Linked DNA regions of Mus musculus: region 1 is linked to region 2. A link is a contact called in public Hi-C data. All regions are on one chromosome and are shown on one strand. The core of a region is the stretch at or near the end of the contact, and the rest is flanking DNA. Distances in the headings are between cores, read along the strand shown.

What was found. Hi-C and Micro-C count contacts between places; a contact is called where the count stands out from the background.
Region 1: a Hi-C map of pancreatic cancer cells shows a contact between it and region 2, with 2.8 times the contacts expected there. The contact joins two enhancer-like sites. A contact is called at or near these places in 3 of 39 promoter capture datasets (liver and macrophages), 4 of 15 datasets of contacts at CTCF or cohesin (CD8 T cells, large pre-B cells, liver and 1 more), 91 of 484 Hi-C or Micro-C datasets (the 63-12 cell line, 8-cell embryo, the AML12 cell line and 51 more), 15 of 115 datasets of contacts at active chromatin or transcription factors (CD8 T cells, the HPC-7 cell line, Th17 cells and 12 more) and 3 of 9 other capture datasets (adipose tissue, liver and pancreatic islet).

The regions. Positions count from the first base shown.
Region 1 is chr17:12,361,817-12,368,562 of GRCm38.p6, forward strand. All of the region lies in intron 1 of Gm41527 (a long non-coding RNA gene), which reads right to left. Among named protein-coding and RNA genes, the nearest start is that of Gm41527, 5.2 kb to the right of the region's middle. Within about 2 kb of position 2,410, at least 91 of the 459 cell types and tissues checked have an H3K27ac peak or open chromatin away from gene starts, as enhancers often do. A contact at or near this core is called in the HL-1 cell line, the N1E-115 cell line, colon epithelium and 1 more, where this site is marked.
Region 2 is chr17:12,292,528-12,299,191 of GRCm38.p6, forward strand. The region is part of intron 1 of Map3k4 (mitogen-activated protein kinase kinase kinase 4); the gene reads right to left. Among named protein-coding and RNA genes, the nearest start is that of Map3k4, 23 kb to the right of the region's middle. Within about 2 kb of position 5,099, at least 58 of the 459 cell types and tissues checked have an H3K27ac peak or open chromatin away from gene starts, as enhancers often do. A contact at or near this core is called in the HL-1 cell line, the N1E-115 cell line, colon epithelium and 1 more, where this site is marked.

The sequences.
Region 1 (6,746 bases), core at 1,160-3,659, 67 kb after region 2:
TCATGCTCTTCTCACCTTGTACTCTATCATTTCAACAGCCTCTTGCCCATGTGCAAGATCTAATACCCCATTCCCTGGTGTTTGATAAAGACCTGCATGACTGGATTGTAGTCTACTTATGCTTTCCCTCCTTCCTTTTTGTTGATGGTTGCTTTACTGGTCTTCCTTTCACACAACTGTCACAGAGCTCTGGGTTTTTGCTAGTGCTCTTCGGTCTAAGATTATTCCACCTGCATGCCCTCAATCCATCACCTCTAGCTCAGTCTCCCTTCAGACTTCAGTCTACAAGCAACTTTCAAAGTCTCCCAATCATCCTGCTCTCCCCGAAGGCTCCATGCTGCTTATGGCTTTCCTACACCTGCATTTCTGCATTGTGGATTCTATTCCATGGAAGTACAGTGGTCCTCATTGGTGCTTCCCACTTACCATGGTCCTTCCTGGTTGTCACTGTTTCAATTGCATCCCAGACCCTGTGGTTTTATACATATGTGTTTGTTGTGTGAATAAGCGAAAGCACACCAGGCTTGTCTTGCTTTTCATGCTAATCTTTGTTTTATGCTTTGGCTATAGTGGCCCTGCAAAGGGCTCATGCAGTTAAGACTTGATTACCCAAGGCCATACTCAGATGACTGGAAGTCAGTGGATCAAGTTGGTGCCCACCTAATCAATGGATTAACCCACTGGTAGATTCATAATTGAACAGATTATTAGGAGGCTGTAGAAACCATAAGAGAAGTCCGACTGAAAGACGTAGGTCACCGGGGGTGTACCCCTAAAAGGTGCGCATGATCCCAGCCTCTTCATCACCATCTCTCTGCTTCTTGACTGCCAAGTCAGTCTCTGTCAGTCTCTGTCTCTCTTTGTCTCTGTCCATCTCTGTCTCTGTCTTTCTCCCTGTCTCTATTTGCCTCTGTCTGTCTCTGTTTCTGTCTGTCTCTCTGTCTCTCCTTCCCGACCGGCCTGAGGTGAACACCTCTGATCTATCTAGCCTCTCCACTGCTGCCCTTCCTTCCTTCCTTCCTTCCTTCCTTCCTTCCTTCCTTCCTTCCTTCCTTCCTTCCCTCAAGCTGAGCTCAGTGGAGCCAGTCAGCCACAGACTCAACCCTCTGAACCTGGGGTCAGAACAAATCCATCAAGTTGGGTTTTCCTCACCTATTTTGTCACCGCGATGGAAAATTAACTAATGTGCCTTTTAACCACTTTTGGCCCTTACTGTAAAAATTTTAAAGGCAGAGTATTTCTCAAGGTTAATTAACATTCTTGGAAGAGGTTGGAGGCTCATTCATTCATTTCAACACAACCAATTCATTCCTTATACTACTGGATCAATGAGAAGAGCCACCCTCAATGGGCGATGTCCCAAGAAAGAAGTGACTGCCCCCTCAGGCCACCACCCTCAGTCTACCATGGAGGCTTCTCTATGCTTTATATGTTTTTTTTTTTTACACAGTGTGTATCTGTGCATGTGTGTGACTGTGTTGTATATGGGTGGGAGCACATGTGTATGTAAACAAAGCATGTTTGGAGGCCCAAGAGTAATGGCTGGAGGCTTCCTTAACTGCTCCCCACCTTGCTTTTTGATCAAGATGTCTTAGTCATAGTTCTACTTCTGTGAACAGACACCATGACCAAGGCAAGTCTTATAAAGACAACATTCAATTGGGGCTGGCTTACAGGTTCAGAGGTTCAGTCCATTATCATTAAGGCAGGAGCAAGGCAGCATCCAGGCAGGCTTGGTACAGGAGGAGCTGAGAGTTCTACATCTTCATCTGAAAGCTGCTAGTTTAAGACTCACTTCCAGGCAGCTAGCACTAGGGTATTTAAGCCCACACCCACAGTGTCACACCTACTCCAACAAGGCCACACTTCCTAATAGTGCCACTCCCTGGACAAAGCATATACAAACCATCACACAAGGTCTCTCACTCACACCCAGAGCTTCCTGGGTTGGTCAGTCTGGCTAGCCAGCTTGCGCCCGGGATCTCCTGTCTTTTGGCTTCTGAGACTGGAGTTGGAAGTGACTCACCATGTCTCGCCTGTCATTTACACAGGCTTTGGGACCTGAACTCTGGCTCTCTTGCTTCTGAAGCCAGTATTGTTGAGCCATCTCTCCTGCCCAAGGATCCCCTATTCTTAGAGATGGTTGCTTGAATTCAGGGGCTGTGGTTGGCGGCCCTGTAGATAACATGACAGAATTTCTCTAAGTGTCAATCATTCAGTTTGTTAACGATCACAAAAGAAAGGCTTGGCTATTGAATGATCTGCTGAGCACTCGTGCTTAGGAAACAACAGTCCGGGCAGGTTATGATGTAAGAAGCAGGGGAAATATGGGCACTACACACTCCCTGACCACAAGCAATCTACTTTCAGTTTTGCAGCTAGGGTGATGTGAATTTGATACTCATTCAGTAGAAACTGCCTTTTGAATCATAGTCATTTCCCAGGCTGATGACACCGCACTTTCTCACTCGCTGTATCACACCCCACTTAGATACTGGGTCATGGGGGCAAATAGTACTCTGCTGTACTATGAGATGAGCAAGCGCATTGTTGGTCCATGCTATTTCGGGATGACCTTGGGTTAGGAGTATAACTCCATCCTGGGTGGGGCAGCAGCTATAGTCTCCTTCAGCGTCTCGGCTTCTCTCTGCCTTTCTCTGAAACCCTGGTGGCCACGCCGGGTTCAGCAAATGCTGTGGGCTGTGGGCGTTAGACAGCTTGTGTGGAGACGCATGGTGTCTAGCAGCCGTGCAGTTGGTGGTGCCTGCTGTTTCCTTTAGTCTTTGCAGAGAGATGCTATAGCAGTCACATGACCTCATCCTCCATGGGTGGCCTAGCCCTAGGCTTGCTTCCATTTAGTCTTTAAACTGGCGACTTTGAGAGGGTAGAGCTTGTGACTGGAAGGGATAGAGGTTTTGTTTTTTTTTTGTTTGTTTGTTTTTGTTTTTTTTTGTTTTTTTGGTTTTTTTGAGAACATTGTTAAAAAGCCGATCAGAGCGGGTAATTTTGCAGCACACTACCAAGGAGAAAGCTAGCAGATAAAATCTCCGATGACAGGGGAAATAAAATCCAAATAACAATGAGAAAAAAATTGTGTTGCATAGAATGATTCTAGATGAGAAAAGAATTGGGATCCTGGCCAAAGAAGCAGTAGCAACAAGTATAACAAACATTCTGAGGTCACTCATGGCTGTTAATACATAGCCAGGATAATATGTGACATTACAGTCATGGATAGTAACATATAGCCAGGATACTATGTGACATTACAATCATGGATAGTAACATATAGCCAGGATAATATGTGACATTACAGTCATGGATAGTAACAGATAGCCAGGATACTATGTGACATTATAGTCACGGATAGTAACATATAGCCAGGATACTATGTGACATTACAGTCATGGATAGTAACATACAGCGGGTATTAACAAACAGCTAGCATACTACATGATATTAAGAACTTTTTTCTTTTCTTCCTTCCTTCCTTCCTTTCTTTCTTTCTTTCTTTCTTTCTTTTTTATTTTAAGATTTGTTTTGTTTTTAAATTGTATGTGGTGTGTACGTGTGTGTGATCAGGTACCTGCCAAAAAGGCTAGAAGAAGGTGTCTGATCATCTGGGCTGGAGCAACAGGTAGATGTGAGCCCCTAAATTGAATGCTGGGAATGAAACATGTAACATGTGCCCCCTGGAAGACCAGTAAATACTCTTAACCAATAGCAATAGCAATAATATTTTTATTAATAATTACAGTTGGGGTCACCACATGAAGAACTAACTGTATTAAAGGCATGCGGCATTAGAACGGTTGAGAACCACTGCTCCAGATGTGTGGAGAGGGATGGGTTAAAGTTTTCTACTGTTGTTGTTTTATTGCCTGTTCCTCCCTTCAGACCTGTTCATATTTATGTTCTGTGTTTATTTTAATAATAAAAATATTATTGCTATTGCTATTATTATTGTATTTAAAATATTTATTTATTTGCATGTGTTTAAGTATTTGGCCTGCATACACACATGTGCACAATGTGCAGTCCAGTGTCCACAGATGCCATTAAACGGCATTGAATCCCCTGAAGCCAGAGTTGTGAGCTGCCATGTAGTGGCCAGGAACTAAACCCAGATTCTCTGCAGGAGCAATAAGTTCTCTTAACTGTTGAGCTGTCTCTCCAGCTCAGACATGATTTATTTTTAACTTTTAAAAAGCACATTAAAATGTTGTTGTGGTTATGTAAAAGAAATGTCAGATTTTTATGAGCCAAAAATGTCAAAATGTGTATATATATATATATATATATATATATATTACTGAGTTAACATGTTTCTATCTATAAATTATATAAAATTTTTGTGTGCATGTGTATATATAATAAAGAAGAAACTGACAAAGTTCATCCTATAATTAAAATGTGAGTTACCAAAGATACAACAAATAATAACTTATATGCACCTAACGGTAAAACCCTAAACACAGAACATAAATATGAACAGGTCTGAAGGGAGGAACAGGCAATAAAACAACAACAGTAGAAAACTTTAACCCATCCCTCTCCACACAGTTACATCATCTGGAGCAGTGGTTCTCAACCGTTCTAATGCCGCATGCCTTTAATACAGTTAGTTCTTCATGTGGTGACCCCAACTGTAAAATGATTGCTACTTCATAGCTGTAATTTCATTACTGCTATGAACTGTGATGTAAACATCTGATATGTGACCCCTGTGAAAGGGTCATTTGACCTCCAAAGGAGTTGTTGTGACCCACAGGTTGAGAACCAATGACCTAGCCAGGAAGAAAGTAGTACAACCCACAGCCCTATGGGACATGTATTGAATGAATATTTCACCTGACACCTGACATACCTGATTCTCAAATGCCCAGAACACTTTTCCCAGGATAGACCAACACTGTAGCTTACAAAATAATTCTATTTTTCTTTTGTTTGTTTTGTTTTTTGTTTTGCTTGTTTGCTTTGGTTTTTGAGACAGGGTTTCTCTGTGTAGCCCTGGCTATCCTGGAACTCACTCTGTAGACCAGGCTGACCTCGAACTCAGAAATCCGCCTGCCTCTGCCTCCCAAGTGCTGGGATTAAAGGTGTGTGCCACCACTGCCCGACTAGAAAATAATTCTTGACAAATCTGAGGACTTCAGGACCATTCCCAGCATCTTTTCTAATCACCAGCAGCGGTAAGAAATCAGAAAAAAACTCCCAGATAATGGAAAATCAAGCCAGCATGCTCCTTAACAACTGAGTCAGAGAGAAATTAAAACCCCATAGCCAAAGCAGCTGTGGTGGTGCATGCCAGAAATCCCACTCACAAGGGTCAAGACAGAAGAATGCCAAATTTGAGAGCGTCCAAGGCTCCATGGAATCCTAGGTTGGGAGATCTCTGGTACTTTCCCCTATGGGATTAGCATCTTAAATGAATGTAGTTTAATAGACTCTGTGGTTTGTCTCATAGGTGAGGGTGGGAAGCTGACGTCAGGGTGTTCTTAACCAGGAAAGCTGACCTAATAACAGAGAATGAACAACTCTCTGTAGTTAATAACAACAGGGTGCTCTGGTCAAGTGGTCTCCTTGGTCCCCTGGACCGAATCTAGAGTGCAAAACCTTCTCCAGAGTCTTGTGTTCCCACCTTCACTGATGAAGGACAGGGGGAAGGCCTGAAGCTCTGGGCTCTGCTTGTTCTGAGGTAAGAGTTAGGACCTGGGAGCTGACAGCAGACATTGAAGAGCTGCCATCTGGAGGGGGGAAGTGGTAAGTGCCTGGCGGGAAAGACTAGCTGCTGCCGCTGGACTGTAATGGTGGCAAGGGATTTCCCCTCAGCTACACCAGATGGGGCATGCTTGCTCCCCACTTCAGTAAGGAAGACAGTACCAAAGGGCACTTCCCGTGTGGATCAGGCCTTCCCCTGTGTCAGCACACAGCAGATGCTCTATGGATTATCCTCCAAGCCAAACCACCACCACCTTCAGGAGTTTAACTGCTTCTGTCTATGGAATATCACCCAGCTGGACCGGCTGACAGAAATGTCCCCTCACAGAAAGAGGGAATGGAAGGGTCACAAGACCCTTACCTGAACACCCAAATGTCCTTCCCAACCAGTTTTATGCAGTTTTACACTAATTGCATGTAGCCTCAGGGGCTTTGGGAGGGGGGAGGGACTATAGTATGCAGGTTGGGAAGGCCAGGGGAAAGGGAATTCGTCTGGACAGCTGTGCAGAAGCCATCAAGCTTGATGGGTACAGACTTTCCAGTATGGCTGCCGGAGTCCCCCATGTTCCTGTCAGTGATGCCCTCATCCATGCACCGTGAGAAAGCCCAAAATCTCATTGGTTCCCTAGAACAACTTTGAGGAAACAAAGTTTGGTTTGTCACAGAGATCTTTGAAGTGCTGGGGAAGGGCTGGAGGAAGATAGATACTGCCTAGTCTCTTTCCCTCAGGGATGAAGTTTTCTCAACTTTTAGAATGTCTACTGATAAGAGAAACTTGTTGCTTGACCAGATTTCACTTTTTTATTTTTATTTATTTATTTTTTTATCTTGGCTGGCTATTTCACAGGCCTTCAGTTAAAAGGCCTCTTGGGTAGGTGGGTGGATCTAATATCCTGCAGTAGAGTGGCGGATAGTTAAGGGGTCAGATGGGACTCTTGCTAAAAGGGTAGATTCTGACTGCTCTTGCCATAGGTAAGAAAAACAGGCAACTGTGTGAGATGATGGATATGCTAAGCTATCCATCT
Region 2 (6,664 bases), core at 3,849-6,348:
GGGCAGTACTGAGACCCTTCCCAGCATGGAGCAGAGGAAGTGGACACACAGTGGCAGCCCTAACCATGAAACTATTTACAACTGATGCCTGGTGGGAAAGGTTAAATCACTTTCCTCCAGTGGAGAGCCACTGGGTATATCAGCCATACCCCAAGTTCAAGGCTAGCAGGAACTCTATAGAGTCCAAGGCCAATCTGGACTGTACAGTGAAGCCCTTTCTCAAAAAGAAAAATGAATTACAAAATTAAAAAATGCATTTAAGTTCAACTGACTGATAATCACAGTTGTACAAAAACGTCTAAATAGGCAAGGAAATGTTCTGAAATGACTCCCAAATTGAACTATGCACCAGCTTCCCACCTTTAATGTTAAAGACAGATTTTGGTGTGTCCTTCCTGATAGGAATTATGATTAGGAAGTATGGGTATGACTGGAAATACATATTACAGCATTCACCGGAGCGTCTAGTGCACGGGCCCAGGCTCTGCCGTCTGGGTGACTACCACAGAGGGTGTGCTGAATTCCTGTCTAAATGCCAAGCTCTACTCCCCCGCCCTCCTAGGGTTACCCCTCCTCCAGGAGCTGAGCCCAGAGGCAACTTGGCTTCCTCAGCAGCTCTGAGGAAGTCTTAGAGACCAGTGCACAGCCCTTCATGATGCAAAGGCCATCAGGGAGCATGTCACAAAGTATCTGGGCCACATACTACTACAGCCCGCTACGTCCAGTCACAATAAACTTCGATTCCCTTTAAGAGCAAAGGTAATTCCCTTAGGAAAATGATCTTAAAGAGTAAATAACAGTAAACAAGGCTAAGGATGCAACAACAATTGCACAGGTGGTAGGCACAGGATGGAGACTGAGAAACATGCTTACCATCCACATGCTGGAAGACCCAAATATAGGCAATGGTTAAAACCAATAAAAAGACTTTATATCTGTGTTTTTAATCGTCTCTGTAATTGGTTACACATAAAGAATGATTTTTATTAGGACAGTGTAATTGCTGTCATTAAACAGTGAGTACCGGCCATCTGCCAGGCAGTCTGCCAAATGCCACACATAACTGAATTTCATCTTTAGCAGAACTTTCCGGGCCACTTTAAGTAAAGACCCTTTGCCCAGACAGCCAATTCACAGTGACTGTCTGATGCACTCACATCAGCACTGTTTTCTGACAGGCATCCAACCAAGCCCCTAGCTGAAGCTCCCCACTGGGCCATTCCAAAGACCCGGGAAGTCTCAGAAGGATTCTTCGGCTAGATCACAGGGATGGGCTGATGACATAGCTGCTTAACTTTAAGCATCTAAACCGGAACTAGAGTCCTGGTCCAATCCAAATGTCATGGCCTCCCCCACGGCTGCCCTACACCTAACTCACTAAGATGCTTCTGTTCTCCATACGGCCAACATGCAAAGTCACTTCCACTACAGACTGTGATTTGAGGAGCACTGGCTAGAGGGACACCACAGGGATGGGAGAGGAGGGTGGACTGCCCACAGCTCACAGAGCTGGCTCACAGAGCTAACTGCTGGGCCAGTGTTAGGCCTCAGACCTCTAGTAAAGCCCCCCCCCCCCAAACTCGTGCATCCACAGGGACAAGGCAGCAGCCTAAAGCCAGGCTGAGGAGACCTAGACTGACTATAATTTAAGTGAGAGGAAAACTGAGAGTCTGCCTGGCCCGCTTATTTCTACCAGCCGGATCAAAGGCCCACCTCTAACCCCTCTCCCTCAGAGGGAGCTTACCCTTCCCACCAAGAACGTCACACGAAGGCACTGCACCTCTAAGGGGACACCATGTTAGAGCTCGGTCCACGCAACCTTGTGAGTTTACACCTAAGAGGGAAAACTAGCCTGAGGGGAACGAGAAGGCAAGCCCTCCAAAGTCTGAATTAACACTAATATTTTTTCTGCTGAAGTTAGGATTTTGGGTTAGGCATGATAGCTGTTAAAAATTTTTAAGACGTTGTTTTTTGCTAGTCATTTCTGTTTTGTTACATGGGCTTAATTCCAACTTGTCTGCAGTTGAAAGTACACACTGACTGCCTGCCGCACACCCATAGTATGTGCGCAGTGTCTAATTACAGGTCAGCTCCTTGGGGCAATACTAGACTCAGCGAGTTCAGCACTGACCTGACTACACAGGACTGAGTTGGAAAAGTACAGCACCAGACAGAGGAGCTGCTGCTCCAGTCTTTGACTTCAAGACCAAGCTATGGCGAGGCACGCACATGCCTTTCATCTTAGCATTTCAGGAGGAAGAGGCAGGTGGATCTCTGTGAATTCACGGCCTACTAGCACGTTAGCACACACCCACGAGAGTTTAGGACGGAGTTGAGGCAAGTCATAGAAACACACAGCCAGAGCAGAACCAGGCGGAAAACAAAGGTTCTCCAAAGAATCCTTCAACGGAAACGCCAAAGCTCTGACCAGAAGTGGCTGAGACCAGGAGTGCTGAGACGAACAACAGCCTGTGGGAAGGACCTGAGCAGAGGAGAGTAGCGCCTCCTTTGAGACACTGCAAGGGGCTGGGACATTACAGCCAAGAAAACCAGGGCACCTGAGGCCATGCACAGGAGACAGAGGCTTGTGAGCCTGTCTCCACAGGCCTCAGCCAACCACTACTCTAGCAGGTAAGATAGGCAAACTGGTACACACCTGTCCAACACGACTGCGATTTTATTATTTCCATGTGAGGCTTCCCATCTCTAGTCACACGTCTCTTCAACACTGGGGTACATTCCAGCAGGTCAGCCACCAGACATGACCTGATGCAGTCAGCAATCTCAGCACACAGGTGGCAGAGATGGCAAAACTTGGTGCAATAGCACACTGTTCTAACAAGTAACAGTGCCCACACACACACACACACACACACACACACACCAGTAAAGAGCAGTAAACGTACCAACCAGAAACGTGTTTATTATCACTTTCAAGTGTGTATACTCTGTGTGATTTATGTGCTAGATTTCTAACAGCTGGCAGTACAGAAGGACAACCTAACCATGAGAGCGGCACACCAGCGGTGACCCGCCACGCAAAAGGAGGTCTGCAGCTCCATTATACCCTCATGGGACCTCAATGTTTCAGAGTCATCACGTATGAACGGTGGCCCTCAAAGCCAGCCCAAATTCTACTTGAGAGAATGACCCCTAAGGAACTGTGAAAGACTTAAGCACATAAGCTGCCTCCTAAGACGTAAAAGAAAATGGAGACACCACAAAAGAAATGGAGACACACATGTAAGACTTACCTCATAAAGAAAAGAACAACTTTTTATAAATAAAAAATGGAATAAACTGAGGAGGGTTTTAAGCAGAGGTTCAAGGCTTCCAGATAAAAATACACAAGGTTTTTGTTTGTTTCTTTCTTTGTTTTTGTTCTTGTTTTTCAAAACAGGGTTTCTCTGTACAGCTCTGGCTGTCCTGGAACTCACTGTAGACCAGGCTGACCTGGAACTCAGAAATCCACCTGCCTCTGCCCCTCAGTGCTGGGATTAAAGGCGTGCGCCACTTATCTTTAATTGTGTTGTTCTCCCAACCAAGGCCAGCATGGAACTTACTGGCAATAGAGATCTTGAGGCCCTGTACGTTCCAGGCGTAAAAATCACAGGCAGGGGGCTGGTGAGATGGCTCAGTGGTTAAAAGCTCTGAGGTCCCAAGTTCAAATCTCAGCAACCACATGGTGGCTCACAACCATCCGTAACAAAATCTGATGCCCTCTTCTGGAGTGTCTGAGGACAGCTACAGTGTACTTACATATAATAAATAAATAAATCTTTAAAAAAAAAATCACAGGCAGCTTCTAAGAGAATTTTCAATATGCAACCAACATGTACACATGAAGGTAGTGCATGAAGCACTCGTGGCTCCCTGGCTCGCCTGTGAGGCTCCTGAAACCCAGCACAAGCCCCTCACCAGCACCTGTGCACTCTCCGCCTCTACTCCAGGTCTCATCACACTCTCAGTCTATGGCCCCCAACAGGTTAACAGGCACTGATGGACGTAATATTAGCAGATACCAGATGCAAAAGGAACTCAAACGTGATGCTCACCCAATGGCTATAACACACATGCATACACATGCACACATTTCATACTTGAAAAAATCACGTAAAAGTTAAAGGGTTTCCTAAATCAGGTAATTTTCAATATTTTATGACACTGTCTGAGATGGGGTAGTCCTCCCTACATACCAGAAAAAAAAATACAAATTAAGGAATTTAGCACTGAACTAAGTAACCATTAGTTTAAGGATAATTACAATTCTTCCAAGGCTATGACTAAGCATAATAAAGCCTTTGTAAGGAAAGATTTTTAAGGACACCTAAGAAAAACTGATTTGGTGAAGAATCAAAGGAAGTTGGTTCTGTCAGAGCTCCTGGGGTACGAACACAGGAAGAGAGCTACTATAAATGGGGCATAAGGAGAAAGCCGCTGACGTCACTCACAGGACTGACAACCACTGAACACAGAGTACACAGTGACTTTACAGTGACAGGCTTGTGCTGTGGGATTCCTGTGCTGCGTGAAGCCTGCGTGTGCAGCCTGAGTGTGCAGCTTGAGTGTGAAGGCTGTGTGTGAAGCCTGCGTGTGCATCCTGCGTGTAAAGCCTGCATGTACAGCCTGAGTGTGCAGCTTGCGTGTGAAGCCTGTGTGTACAGACTGCATGTGAAGCCATTACTTAAAATGCTTCTCTCTGCCACTAGTCTTTCCTGCACCTGTGTGCCCATGCCATCCGTGTCTGGAACTCAGCTGCCTGTGCCACCTGAGCCTGGTGCTCTGTGCCTCCTGGGTGCTCTCTCTGCGCCACTTCAGCATTGTCTGCTGCTATGCTCCCACGTTCACAGCCTAGTGTCCACCTCTCTGAGCATCCCGCTCTGGCTGTCACCCAAGAGGCTGTCACCTTTCATCCCAGGTCACTCGCGCTACAAGAATCTCCTTGTGTATTTTAGGTATCTAAAGCTGACTTTCTATGGAACAGCACTTCTGGCTGCCGCCGTGGCTGTTTACATTTCTGGGATTGTCACTGCTGAGTGCAGATTTACCCTGGGTGTGAGTCATATTTTCCTGCTTCCTGGAATGACTAGTTTTATGTTTCTGTTTTGTTTTGTTCTGTTCTGTTTTGGAAGGTCTTATTATGTAGCCCAAGATGAGCCTCCTGCCTCAGCCTCCTCAATGCTGGAATCACAGCCATGTACTGTAACTGGTCATTTTTATTGGATACTGATGTCATAAAGTTAATATTGTTACTTGGACTTTGCCGTCATGCTTTAGGATCTGGGGTGAAGGGTAGACTGCTGTAATTTATTTCTAACTCCCTGCAACCCTCATGCCTCCTCTCAAGTATGCTGAAGGCAATGGCACAGAAAAGCAGAGAAGCCTTTCTCTAGGCTAGTCTGGCCCTGCTGCTAAGCCAGGAACGCCAACTCTCTCCTGAGTGCCCTAAGAAAGACTTCAGCATCACGCTGGCCTTCCGGCTGGCTCTGCAGATTCTCCTCGAACAGCAGCAGCACTTCTGTGCCTGGCTCTGCCTGATCTTGAGTAGTGTGTGCCCTAAACACATGTGTCTGTGGCTGCAGAGCCCAGAGGCCTGACAGACAGCAGGCGCCTGCAGCCTTTTCTGTAGTCTTCCTCTCAAGGACTCTCCCTCAACCTCTAACTGCCTCAGCTCCAAAGTTCAACCTGCCTCTCCACCCTGCTGCCTGGGGCTGCCTCTGTGCACCTCAGCCTGACAAGCTATCCAGGAAGAAAGAGGCTCCTCTGCCTGCCTCCTGTCTCAGGACTTAGGGTCACACTGCCTGGCACTCAGTGTCACAGGCAGGCACTCTACACTTAACCTTTATTCTACCTTTCTTGGCTTTGTTTACTGTTATCACTAAAAGGAAGTACATCCATATTTTTATAACCCAAAAAGTTGTTCTTTTGATCTGTTTTTTTTTTTTGGGGGGGGAGAATTGGGGTGTGATTTTTTGTTTTGGGTTTTTGTTTTGTTTTGGTTTTTTGGTGTTAGAAAGTGAAATAACACTACTTAATTTACAACATGTATGGGAAAAGCAATACTTGACAAAGAGTCAAACTACAACAAATCTAAACACTTCATTTATAACAGGGAAGATAGATAGATAGATAGATAGATAGATAGATAGATAGATGGATTCCTTTAGGGAAAAAACAGATGGGAAATTCTATTAAAAAAATAAATTGATACAAAAGAAAAAAATTACCTGGTTTTAAAAGTGAAAATATTTACAGATAGTCAAATTCAACATATTTGTTGGTATCAATTAACCTCATCTGGTTCTGGCCCCAGTTTCATATAATGCATGAGAGCACAAAGATTCTTGTAAGACTTAGCTTTAAGGAAGATTGTAAAATATCTAAAAGAATTAATAGGAAAACTGACATCACTTAAAACACCAAACTACACAAAAGTGACATTATTTCTCAGATACAGATGGTTCTCCTATCTGAAACTTTGCATTACAGTAATAAACCTGCTTACAAGGGTAATTGTACCTGTATGGACTCTCACCATTTCTTTATAGCTCAGTACCAAGCTGATTAATCTCTAGAACCTCTGCCATCTTTATGTGCACACAGGACCTTTGCTGAGGCAGTACACAGCCTGACACACGTTGTGTGGACTCTGCCATGGAAAGAA